Linked DNA regions of Mus musculus: all the other regions are linked to region 2. Evidence: chromatin contacts called from public Hi-C data. All regions are on one chromosome and are shown on one strand. Each heading gives the region's core, a stretch centred on a gene start, on an enhancer-like site or on the middle of the called end of the contact. The rest is flanking DNA. Distances are from core to core; before and after follow the strand shown. Region 1 has its middle 5.5 kb from the start of Zfp362. Region 2 holds the start of Smim12 (small integral membrane protein 12). Region 3 holds the start of Thrap3 (thyroid hormone receptor associated protein 3). Region 4 holds the start of Lsm10 (U7 snRNP-specific Sm-like protein LSM10).

What was found. A called contact is a pair of places that touch in the nucleus more often than the background predicts.
Region 1: a contact with region 2 is called in a Hi-C map of B cells, with 6 read pairs. The contact joins the enhancer-like site here to the promoter of Smim12 in region 2. A contact is called at or near these places in 1 of 15 datasets of contacts at CTCF or cohesin (large pre-B cells), 1 of 484 Hi-C or Micro-C datasets (B cells), 4 of 115 datasets of contacts at active chromatin or transcription factors (T-cell acute lymphoblastic leukemia, astrocytes, embryonic hindbrain and 1 more) and 1 of 9 other capture datasets (liver).
Region 3: a Hi-C map of erythroblasts shows a contact between it and region 2, with 7 times the contacts expected there. The contact joins the promoter of Thrap3 here to the promoter of Smim12 in region 2. A contact is called at or near these places in 1 of 39 promoter capture datasets (pre-B cells) and 1 of 484 Hi-C or Micro-C datasets (erythroblasts).
Region 4: a Hi-C map of B cells shows a contact between it and region 2, with 6 read pairs. The contact joins the promoter of Lsm10 here to the promoter of Smim12 in region 2. A contact is called at or near these places in 1 of 39 promoter capture datasets (pre-B cells) and 1 of 484 Hi-C or Micro-C datasets (B cells).

Annotation. Positions count from the first base shown.
Region 1 is chr4:128,810,265-128,812,964 of GRCm38.p6, reverse strand. No RefSeq gene overlaps it. Among named protein-coding and RNA genes, the nearest start is that of Zfp362, 5.5 kb to the right of the region's middle. Within about 2 kb of position 1,369, at least 360 of the 459 cell types and tissues checked have an H3K27ac peak or open chromatin away from gene starts, as enhancers often do. A contact at or near this core is called in B cells, T-cell acute lymphoblastic leukemia, astrocytes and 1 more, where this site is marked.
Region 2 is chr4:127,242,418-127,245,255 of GRCm38.p6, reverse strand. It overlaps Smim12 (small integral membrane protein 12), which reads right to left and starts at 1,472. Exons shown (of 2, transcript NM_030252.2): 1 at 1,358-1,472.
Region 3 is chr4:126,201,428-126,204,406 of GRCm38.p6, reverse strand. Thrap3 (thyroid hormone receptor associated protein 3) reads left to right here and starts at 1,697. Exons shown (of 12, transcript NM_001356455.1): 1 at 1,697-1,837.
Region 4 is chr4:126,095,339-126,098,038 of GRCm38.p6, reverse strand. It overlaps Lsm10 (U7 snRNP-specific Sm-like protein LSM10), which reads right to left and starts at 1,386. Exons shown (of 2, transcript NM_138721.2): 1 at 1,230-1,386; 2 at 1-210. The coding sequence starts at 186.

The DNA.
Region 1 (2,700 bases), core at 120-2,619, 1.6 Mb before region 2:
GAGGCAGGAGAGTTCCTGTAAGCATGCAGGATGGCAAGTCTGGCATAGAGAGGTAGAAGGTGAGGACCTACATCTGAGATTAACCTCTGACCTCCACGTGTGCTGCGGCACCCATACCCACTCCCACACACACCCCACACGAGACATTTTTTTTTAAATAGTGAACTAACTACTCAGGCTCCCTCGAGAATGTGGGCTACCAGGGAAGCCTCTTGCTTCCCCCACGCCTGTCCTGCACTGAATTAGAGTGTCTCCACTTCCGCCAATACCACGTGGTCCAAGCTGGATTCATCCTTTGTGAAGAAGACTTTGAAAGTCTCCCCATTTGGTACCCCTACTTCCCCGCTTTGTCCCATTCCGGTCTGTTTGTTCCCGTGACTATATGACCACTTCTGATAGAACTTGGACCAGAAGTCATGCCTGTGATCTTTCCTAGGGAGAGGTGAACGACGAAACCTCCATTCATCCAGATCGGGCACCAATAACCGGCCAAAGAATCCATCCTACTGAAGTGACTCGAGTCTGGCAAACAAAGAACTGATGGGGCTAACTTACAGGAATGTGGGTGAAGGGCTCATAGGTGAGCCCCAAACAGTCACATCACTGAAAAGCCCTTCTCCACCATGGGTGATGCTCTTAATAAATAAATTAAAAAGGGGGGGCTTTATTGGACTGCCCATCCCAATTAACCACCACCCTTTAGCAACTCTAAACAGCACCTCCCAAGGCCAAATGCAGCTAAGGCAGGATTACATGCCTCTTGGAGGGGTCAGGAGCAGGTGGGTCTCAATCTCAGCTGAGGCTCCAGTGAACTTCCCTACCCACTTCTATTTGAAAAGTCTTTGGGTCGCATGTGTGTGATCACAGCTTCTGTGGTTTCAAGCCAGCAACACCATGCCATACTCAGAAGACAGAAGGCCATAATAGAACTGCTACGTTGCCTTATTTCTATAAAACCGAAACCCTAAATCCTCTCCTCCCTGGGCCCACACGAAGCATCCATCCCTCTGAATCATGTCACGGTTGCCTCGTTTGGTTGCAGGTCTGTTATCCCTTCCGTGTGGCAAGCTCTTCTTTGCTCTGGGCCTCTACATGCCAGTCTCTCTCCTAGAATCGCCCTCTTCCTGGTTTCAGCTTAAATCCCTTTTCCTCTGGAGAGTTCACCACGATCTCTTCTGTCTCCCGGCACTTCAGATCTCTCCTCTGTAGTGCTCATGAGCCCTAAATAAATAATCAGTAAAGGAATTCTTTGCTGAGCCCTGTCTCTGAGAGCAGACTTTTGGAGAGTTCACTCACATCACGAATAGCCACCGCGCTTCCTCACCGGGAACTCCATCTCCCAGCTTCTATTGCGGTTGGACAGGCCATGTGACTAGTCTTGGCCAATGGATGGTGAGGAATGATATGAGTCACTTCCAGGCAAGAGCAGTAGAAAACCCATGCTCTGGCCATTCAGACAATCTTAAGTTCCAGTAGGTACTGTTCAAAGATGTCTGTGACTAGCCAGTCTAAGGTCCTCGATGACTAGAGCAGGGGACCCATGTGGGCAGGTGGTACAAGCCGGCAGCATTCTCCTTCTGTGTTCTATACCTGAGGTTTGGAGCTCTTAATTCCCATAGTACAGTTTGGGTAGTACTGTGCTCCGTCTGACTGGGGACCAGGGTTTGTCCTCTGCTGCCTCTCCAGAACCTCGGGCCCTGAATGAGGCCCCTGAGTTGGCACTTGGGGAATGTGTGCTGAATTATTAAAAATATAAGTCATGGTTCCTTCCTCAATTAAATTACCCTAGCCTGGCATGAGGGTATGTGCGTTTAATCCCAGGACTCAGGAGACAGAGGCAGGCAGGTTTCTGCAAGTTTGAGAGCAGTCTGATCTACATAGAGAGTTCCAGGTTAGCCAGGTTACACAGTGCGATCCTGATAATTTTTTTTTCTTAAACACATATTTATGGAACAAATACATCTACAGAGCAGGTAGGATTTAGTCAGGAGCTGCACTGTCCACATTAGAGACACGGGAGGGGGAGAGGATCAGCCTCAGCCACAGAGAGCTTCCTAAGGGAGGGTAAAAGTTGCGGAATCGGAGAGGATGTGCATCGTCTGTAAGTTGCAGGCAGTTGTGAGCCTCCCATGGTGGGTCCTCTTAACCATTGAGCTCTCTGTCCAGCGCCTTCACCTCTCCTCATAGCTTTTAAATGGCTAGGCTAAAATCTGAAGGGTGAGTTGAAGCTGGCCATGGAAGTTGAGCCTGGGTGAAGGGAACCACATACGAAAAGGGATATGGCGAGGGTGGGATGGCCACTCATGCTGGCTGAAACCGCTTTGTGGGTGGTCAGAGAGGAGTCCCGCAAGGTAGGGAGGAGCCGGGCGCACACAAATCCCCTCAAAAGGCCCCAGCTCCGCACTCAGTGCCTTCAGTGTCCTTAGACTTTGGCCCTAAAGCCTTTTCTAGGGCTCTTCTGAGTGCCAGTGATGACCTCACAGTTACATTTGGGGACCATAGGATATTCAGGGCAGTGATAAGCTGAACCTTTCAATAATGCCATAATTAGCACACTCAGGGTGTTTTCTTTTTAGGCTTACTGTGTGTGTGTGTGTGTGTGTGTGTGTGTGTGTGTGTGTATGTATTATGTGTGTGTATATTGTGTGTGTGTGAATATGGATGTATGTGTATGTATGTATTCAGGGTCTCACTGTGTAG
Region 2 (2,838 bases), core at 223-2,722:
GAGAAACCTTACAATGTACACATTAACAAAGAGGGGAAGCTCCAAAGAACCCCAAACTCAATCCTCCATTCTATTTTTAACTCAGTACTTCGTTCTATTTTCTGTTTTAAGTTTTGGGGTTTGTTTGGTCAGCTGGTTTTGGTTTTTTGAGATAGGGTTTCCCTGTGTAGCCCTGCCATTCAGATTCCTTCTGTAGACCAGGCTGGCCTCAAACTCAGAGACTGGACTGGCCTGCCTCTGCCTCCTTAGTGCCAAGATTAAAGACATGTGCCACCACCGTTGGGCTTGTTTTTATTTTTAAGACAGGTTCTCATGGCACCCAGCCTGGCCTCAAACCCTCAAAGTAGCTAAGGATAACTTTGATCTGCCGACGCTCCTGTTTCCAGTGCCAAGTGCTTGTGATCACAGGTCCACACCAAGTGCAAGTCCTTTATACAATTCCTGGGTAGAGACTCTCAATTTTCCAATTTGTCTTAGGGCGGGCATATCAAGCACCAGTCTATGAGTATTACTCTTGTACATAGAAAGCCCAAGTTCTATGTGCTCTTGTCCGAATTCCAGTCATCCATGTATACAACACAACCTTCTCTTCGGTAAGCTATGTGGGCCTACCCTACCTGTCTACAGCTCTCAAAACACCCTGGAGCTCCACAAGGTTAAGAACTAAGGATGTCCGGATCGTCCTATGCTCTGTGCCTCTTCCCACCCTTGCTATCCTCCCTAGCAAAGAGCTAAAAAAGTTTGTTGGTCGAATGAATGACAGGCAGCATAAACATGTTGCTTTGTTTATGGAAGACTACAGCAGCCTTCCACCCGCACTCACAAAGGGGTATAGGGATATGATCATAAGCAGCTAGACTTCATGAAGTCATCCCGAAGGTATCAAAATGTAAGTAGCACAAGTGTTTCCCAAATACTGCAACGCCTATTTCCAGCCCGACACGCAGGGGCGCCAGCCAAAGGCTCCAGGTACAGGTCAACCGGGCCGCCAGGAAACCTGTCCCAGTGCCTGAGCCCACCGGAAGCTCTCCAAATGAGAGCAGTCGTAGGAGGTCCGAGAAGGTGAAACCATCAGCCTTGACAGCCAGCCAAGTTGGGATGGGAGCGCCAGTGAGGTTCGGGTCATCAGCTCCTGTTCCCTGTCCAGTCACGCCACACGCGTGGCTTCGTCACCCTTCGGCCTGCAGGGGCCTGAGGCGGACGAGATCTGACCACAGTCCACACTCGGCCACCAAAAGCTGGCCGAGGCCGAGCGGGTCACGGAAACCATCGCTCCCTCAACTAGGAGGAGCCGTTCCCGTGGGACTGGGGGCCAGCGATCCTGGGAAGCGAAGTGCCCTCAGCCCTGGGAACTCACCTGCGGTCCAGCCCGCACACCCCGGACAGGTCCCGCGCTGCGCCCGCTAGCCGGGAGCAACAGGGACGCCGAGGTTCCCAGTGGCCCGCGGGGCGCGCCCGAGGCCCCGCCCACTGGCATCTCTCGGAGAGCAGCGATTGGCTGAGCTCCAGCCAGCTACAGAAGAAAGGAAGCCAGGCACCCGACCCTGCGTTGGACTAAACGCAGAATAGTATAGCGCCCCCTGACGGCTCGGAGGCTCCCCTGTGACGTTGCCACATGCTTGTGAAGAAGAAAAAAGAATAGTCAGCTTTCATTGATCCAAATGAAGTTCATTAGGTGTCTTCCGAGACTTACCTAGGTCGGATATTACTGAAACCGAAAACCCAACCCCTGACCTCCAGAAGCTCCCGTAGCAGAGAATAACCTAGTACTTTCAATCTTCTTGGGATCTGTGCTTTCAGGCTGTGTGTCCTTGGGAACATCATTAATTAATCTGAGCCTCAATTCTTCTGCATAGCGTTAAAACCTTCCATTTCAGCAGGGATGTTGCAAGGGTTAGATAACATCTTGTTTGTAAAATACTGTGCCAGGCACACATCTCGCAGGGAACTAGATTGTAGCGTTAGTGAGTCTACAAATTGCTGAAAGTACCAAGACCCTCTGATCGCAAGTACTCACTCTCCTTCCTCCATGTTTCCCCTGTCCCTGAGCGGAATTATACTTATCACATATAAGAAAAAGCCTCACACCCCAAGCTCTCTAATGGACTACCATAGTCCTGCCTTCTCAACCTGCCCACACTGCTCTCAACCTGACCAGTCTCCTTCCCACTAATAGCATGCTAAAAATCAACGTTTGAAGCCTGTGTGTCCATGTTCTTTCATCTACCTGGAGTGCTCTACCCAGCTTCCCTTAAGTCTACCCAGCTTCCCTTAAGTTAGCAGTGAGCCATTTCTCAAGGTCACGGGTACTCTCACAGGAAGCGTCTTCAAGACTGTACTGTCAAGTTAGAGATTCTTCCTCTTTTAGATCAAAGAGCCCAAAGCTAAGCCTGACAGCGAAGATGGGGAGGAAGAAGCTGCCAGAAATTAGCAACCGTGATTATCAGACCTTGATTACTTGTGCATTGAATCTGTGGGAAGAGATCAGAACAGTCTAGAACACAGGCTGGCATTTAGCCATTCTACAAGCTAGACATTGGCGATACAAATGGGGACTGCCCTCCGTAGTTTCCTGGATGGAGAAGAAACAGGAAGACCCACACAGTGTCATAACAGAGGACACTGTCCGTCCATACAAGAAGAATGAGTGGAGGTTCCCTGGAAGGACAGATCCCTAAGCTGGATCTTAATAGTGACTAGAAGTTCCCTCCAGCAGACCTGGGTAAGCACAGAATCCCCAGCTAAAGTGGAAATGACAGCATTGAGAAGTCCTGAGGCGCAAGACCAGCCTTGGCTCTACACCAAGATCCTATATCAATTAAAGGAGTCAGTTAGCAC
Region 3 (2,979 bases), core at 448-2,947, 1.0 Mb after region 2:
TCAGCCATCACGAAGTACCACCACAGCTGGGGCATCAAGTCTCCAGTGTCCGTCAGGTCAAAGCCGCCTGCAGCTGGGAAGGTCTTCCTGTTCTAATCCATGGGCTCAATACAGGAAAGAGGGTGGGGGAAAGCCACCAATCCCTGAGCTCCCCAAGTTCAGGACTTGAGATCCCACCAATCCTTACTCCGGAAATCTCTGCATGCCCTGAAAAGCCCCGCCTCCGAATAAATCCTATATATATAACCCCTGTCCTTCGTTCACTTGCCAGGAGCAGAAACAGCCACTACTCTTCGAGTCTTTGTTCTGTACCCCAAACCCTCCCAATAAATCTGCTTTATGAGATTTGCTGCCTGGTATGGCTTTCTCATTGGAAGAAGCTAAGAAGAAAAGAAGCCATGAAGAGAAGAAGAGAAGAAAGATCAGGGCTGAGGCTCCCGAGCTGCAATGCCTCTGCTGAAGAGGCTTCCTCTCAGAGCGTAGCGGTTCCTGGGCCTTCCGAATCCCTGGATACCCTTCCTTCCATCTGAACAGGAACAGTTTCAATAGCTACAGCAGTACAGTAGCTCGTAAATGCATGACAGAAAAGGTGACGTTTGAACGCTTACATGTGCAGGATTCACTAAGGCAAGCAAGTGCAGAGAAAACCAAACTGCTCTAAAAAACCTTAGTGACCATGTGAGAAACAGCCTCGTAGTGACTTAACATCTGTAAGCTCAGCAGTCATGAATGAGGCTGAGACGAAAAGGCTGCCTTGAGTTTAGGGGACGGCCTGTGCTACCCGGTGATTTCCAGGACAGCTTGGCATACAACGGGAGATTCTGTTCTAAAAATTAAAGTTAACAAAAAACAAAAAAAAACAAAAAACAAAAACCAAGGAGAAAACACAAATCCCAGGGTTTCACTTTCCAGGACATTTGTGGTTCCACAGGTACTAATATACTTCCTGGGCCCATGTTCTTAAAAAACTTCTCTGGGCCAAGTTTGAGGCCAGCCTGCTCTACCTAGAGTATTTCAGTATACCGAGAACCCTGTCTAGAATCCCCGCTCCCCATGAAAAAAATCCCCAAACTAAAAACCTCTTTGGGCTCTTATTGCCATTAAATGGGACAGGAGGTGGCTGTAGGAGAGACCGAGATCCAACGGACTTCTGGGTCCCCTGAGATCACACTATCAAAACAACTCTTCTCCATTTTGCGTTGCGTTTTCTGGGTTCCGGGTGATCAAGTGCCTTCCTTTGTCGGGGACCTCCCAACAACTCTGTGAGGTACAAATTATGAGCCTCACTTTATACAACGATCTGTTCAAGGTCAGAAAGCAGGGGAAGGGTAAGGCACAGAACGAATGCCAAGAGGCCTGATGGCCACCAAACTAGAGACTTTCCGGGGACGTAAGCAGAAGACGAGTGGGTGGGGCTCGGGCCCTCCCTCAGTCCCCCGGAGAGGCCTCTCCAAAATGGTGGGGGCAGTGGCGTCAGCAACGCCCGGGCCCCTTCCGTCCACCTCCCTCCCTCTTCCTCAGGCCACCCAGGCGGGAGCGGGGGGAGGGGGGAACGGAGGCGCAACGCAGTCGCCCACGTGACCGCCGATCTTCGGGCGCGTGACGCAAAGCGGCGGGCCCAACGCTCGCTCTGCCTTGTGGGAAATAGAGTTCGAGAGGACGTCCGGTGAGTCAGGAGAGAGAAACCTAGGACTACATTTCCCAGGAGGTAGCGGAGCGAGGCGGTAGCCGCCGTCGTCGGAGAGCGGGGACGCGGGGCGCGCTAGCGGGCGGGGGCGAGCTTCGGGCCGGTTGTGCCGTTGCGAGATTGCAGCTGTAGTCGCTCCGGCCGGTCAAGGTGAGTGGACGCAGTTGATGGGAGTGAGGACAGCTCAGCTAATCTCTGTGTGTTGGGGTTTTCCTCTTTTCTGGGCGCCGGCTGGGCCCCGGCGAGGGTTAGGCCTAGCGTGCGGCGGCTTCCTCCACGCTCGGCCCGGGCCTGCTCCGAGCGGGCCCTGCTCCATCGGCTCCTCCCCCTCCCCGCCCTTCTCCGCTTCCCTCCGCTCCGGCCTAGTTCTCCGGGCTCCGGCCGCCTTCTCTCTGAAACAGCTTGCACACTTCTGTGCACTGTGCGGGAACGACGGCTTCCACCAACTCCATCTCCCCCCCGCCCCCCAAATCCTGTTTTACGAACCTCGTTATTTGAATTTTTTTTTTCCGGGAACTCTTGCACGCCCTTCCCCCACCAGTCTCCATTGGCCTGGTTCTGTCTTCTAGGGCCCATGTGGCTGCTAGCACACTAAATGTTAGTACTTCTTCTGTGTTTGTTTTTTTTTTAAACTTGTTTGTTCTTTTGTTTTGTTTTCTTCCTCTCTTGGCCAAAAGAGGCCTATTCCAAGTTTATTTCCTATCGGAAAAATAGTTCCCACTTTCTTCCTTTGGTTGCAAGTGAGGCCGACTTGCGTTCCTTCGGTGATTGGCGTGTGCCCTGCTGGTGAGAAGCAGTTGTGTCCCACACTTAAACAACTTTTCTCTTATTTTCTTTGCTCTTGTGATTCTTAATGGGTGGAGCGTGGCGGCGGTAGTTGGCGGCAACATTGGTGGCCCAGAAGTTGGAAGCCATCGGTGAGAGTCCTATGTTAACGAGGAGCTTGCTAATTGGATAGAAACAATATGGCAAGGACGTTATAGGACAGAGCCAAGAAAGACGGCTTTATCAGCTTTTGCGTTTAAATTTCAGTTTTTACTTTAACGTACTTAAGTTTTTTTGTTTTTTTTTTTCTTTTTCTAAAATGGCAGTGCACAACCCTGGCTACCTTTAGTGTAAATATTCAACGAAATTCACTGACGGTTAACCCCTTGTTACCGGGTATGGGAGTTTTCGATTGTGGGTCCTAAGTCGAAAGGCATGTATCCAACTGTCTTTTTTCAGATCTTTCCTAGTTTTGTTTGTGGAAATACTGTCCGTGTGTAGTCAATCCTATTATTTAGACAGCTTAG
Region 4 (2,700 bases), core at 137-2,636, 1.1 Mb after region 2:
GCGGTCGGTATAGGTGACATTGGCCAGGCGGATATTCATGAAAGCATCCACGTTGTCAATGCGTCCTCGGGCCACACTCTCATCCCGAAGGTCCACAGTGGTTATTTGGCCTTGGAGGCCCTGCAACAGGATGATCAGGCTGTTCTCAGAAATAGTTCGCTCCTTCACCGAGTGGCTCAGTGCCATTGTTCCACATTGGCTGGCTGCTCACTGTGGGCAGGAGCACACAGATAGAGTCACTCACCTTTACCAAGCCCTGAAACTCCACACTAGTGGTCCAGATGCCTCCCTGCACTGGATACACCCGGGGAAACCTTTGCCTGGCTTTCACGTCCCACACATCCCAGAGATCTAGATTCATTTGCCTGGAGAGGACAGGCCCAGATTGTTTTGTTGTTGTTGTTTTTAAAGACAGGGTCTTCCTATATCTTCCTGAGTAGCCTGGAACTTAAAATGTAAACAAGTGTGGCCTGGAACTCACAGAGATCCACCTGTCTCTTCCTCACAAGTGCTGGGGATTCAGGATGTGTGTTACCACATCCTGCAAGGTATCCTATTTTTACATTATTTTGAGACAGGGTTTCTCTATGTAGCCCTGGCTGTCCTGAACTCTCTATGTAGACCAGGCTGGCCTTAAACTCATCGAGATCCTCCTGCCTCTGCCTCTCCAGTGTTGGGATTAAAGGTGTGTGCCACTATGCTCAGTTTATACTTTTTTTTTAAACAAAAAGCCCCCCAGAATTTTAATGTGCCAGTCAGTTTGAGAACGACTACTGCAAATTGTAGTTTATGTATGTCCTTCTGCCAGGCGCTTGTTACTATGTAATCTAGCCAAGCATGATGGCGCACACTTATAATACCATCACTTTAAAGTCTGAAGCAGTAGGAGCACCTCAAATGCCAAACCGGCCTAAACTACATCGTGAGCTCCAAGTCAACCTGGATAGTGGAATGTTTCAAGACAAAACAAGCCAAACCTAGCCAAGATGCATGCATTTAAACCCAGCACTCAGGAGGCCGAGGCAGGTGGATCTCCGAGTTACAGACCAGTCTGGCATACAGAACTACACTCTGTCTTAAAACAAAATCCAAAAGGATAGTCTTTGAGACCTTCAGGCAGGCCCAGACTCTGCTGCTTCCAGGACCGGAGGCCTGGGATTTGCCACTAGCGGTCAAGCTCATTAGTCCCACCCGGGAAAGCCGGGTGCCGAGTGCGCCCCTCTCCTCACCGCGCGTAAGGGGTTTGGGAAGAAAAGTCCGCAGCCAGTGCGCCAGGGGAAGAGGACGGGTCCCAGCGCGCCCTAGTCCCCACTCTCGACTGCCCTACCCACCGCGTGATGCCTTCCGCCTTCCGCGCGCTACGCCTCCAAAACCCGCCCGTGTCTAGGGGCACCACCCACCGAGGCTCAGAGAAGCCATGGCAACCGCGGAAGACCCAGAGCATCAGAGCATGCGCCTCGCAGGATGCGGACTACAAGTCCCAGGAGGCCGCGCGCCACACGCCCAATTCTCTTCTCTGTCTAGTTTCCCACCTTTGTAGGCTCCGGCTTGGAGCTGTGTCTCCCTAATGTCCTGCTGAGCTCATGGCGTTAAGTGGGAGAGAGCTTCTGTTAAATAAATAAATAAATAAATAAAGAAAGAAAGAAAGAAAGAAAGAAAGAAAGAAAGAAAGAAAGAAAGAAAGAAAGAAAGAAAGAAAGAAAGAAAGAAAAACACAACGTCCTTCATCTGATTAAAATTACGGAAATGTGGCCCAAACGTGGTGGCAAACTCCTTAATTCCTTCATCTGATTAAAATTACGGAAATGAGGGGCTGGTTAGATGGCTCAGTGGGTAAGAGCACCCGACTGCTCTTCGGAAGGTCCAGAGTTCAAATCCCAGCAACCACATGGTGGCTCACAACCATCTGTAACGAGATCTGACGCCCTCTTCTGGTGTGTCTGAAGACAGCTACAGTGTACTTACATGTAATAAATAAATAAATCTTTAAAAAAAAAAAAAAATTACGGAAATGTGGCCCAAACGTGGTGGCAAACTCCTTAATTCCAGCAACTCCAGAGACAGAGGCAGGTGGATCTCAGTTGGAGGACAGCCTGGTCTATGGAGAGAGTTCAAGGACAGCAAGGCCTACATAGCTACCTTGTCTCAAAGAGGAAAACACAGGGCTATGGAGAGAAGATTTAACTGCTAAACTTTAGCAATTAAGTCCGCATACTATTGCAGAAGACCTACATTTGGTTCCCAGCTCACAACTGCTTGTAACTAATTAACAATTAAAAATAAAATTGAGCAGGGCATGGTGGCCCACGCCTTTAATCCCAGCACTCGGGAGGCAGAGGCAGGCGGATTTCTGAGTTTGAGGCCAGCCTGTTCTACACAGTGAGTTCCAGGACAGCCAGGGCTACACAGAGAAACTCTGCCTCAAAAAAACAAAAATAAATAAATAAATAAATAAATAAATAAAATCGAGCCGGGCAGTGGTGGCACATGCCTTTAACCCCAGCACGTGGGAGGCAGTGACAGGCAGATTTCTGAGTTCAAGGCCAGCCTGGTCTACAGAGTGAGTTCCAGGACAGTCAGGACTACACAGAGAAACCCTGTCTCGAAAAACCAAAACCAAAAGAAACAAACAAACAAACAAAAAAAATCAAGCAGTGCATGGTGGCCCACGCCTTTAATCCCAGCACTTGGGAGGCAGAG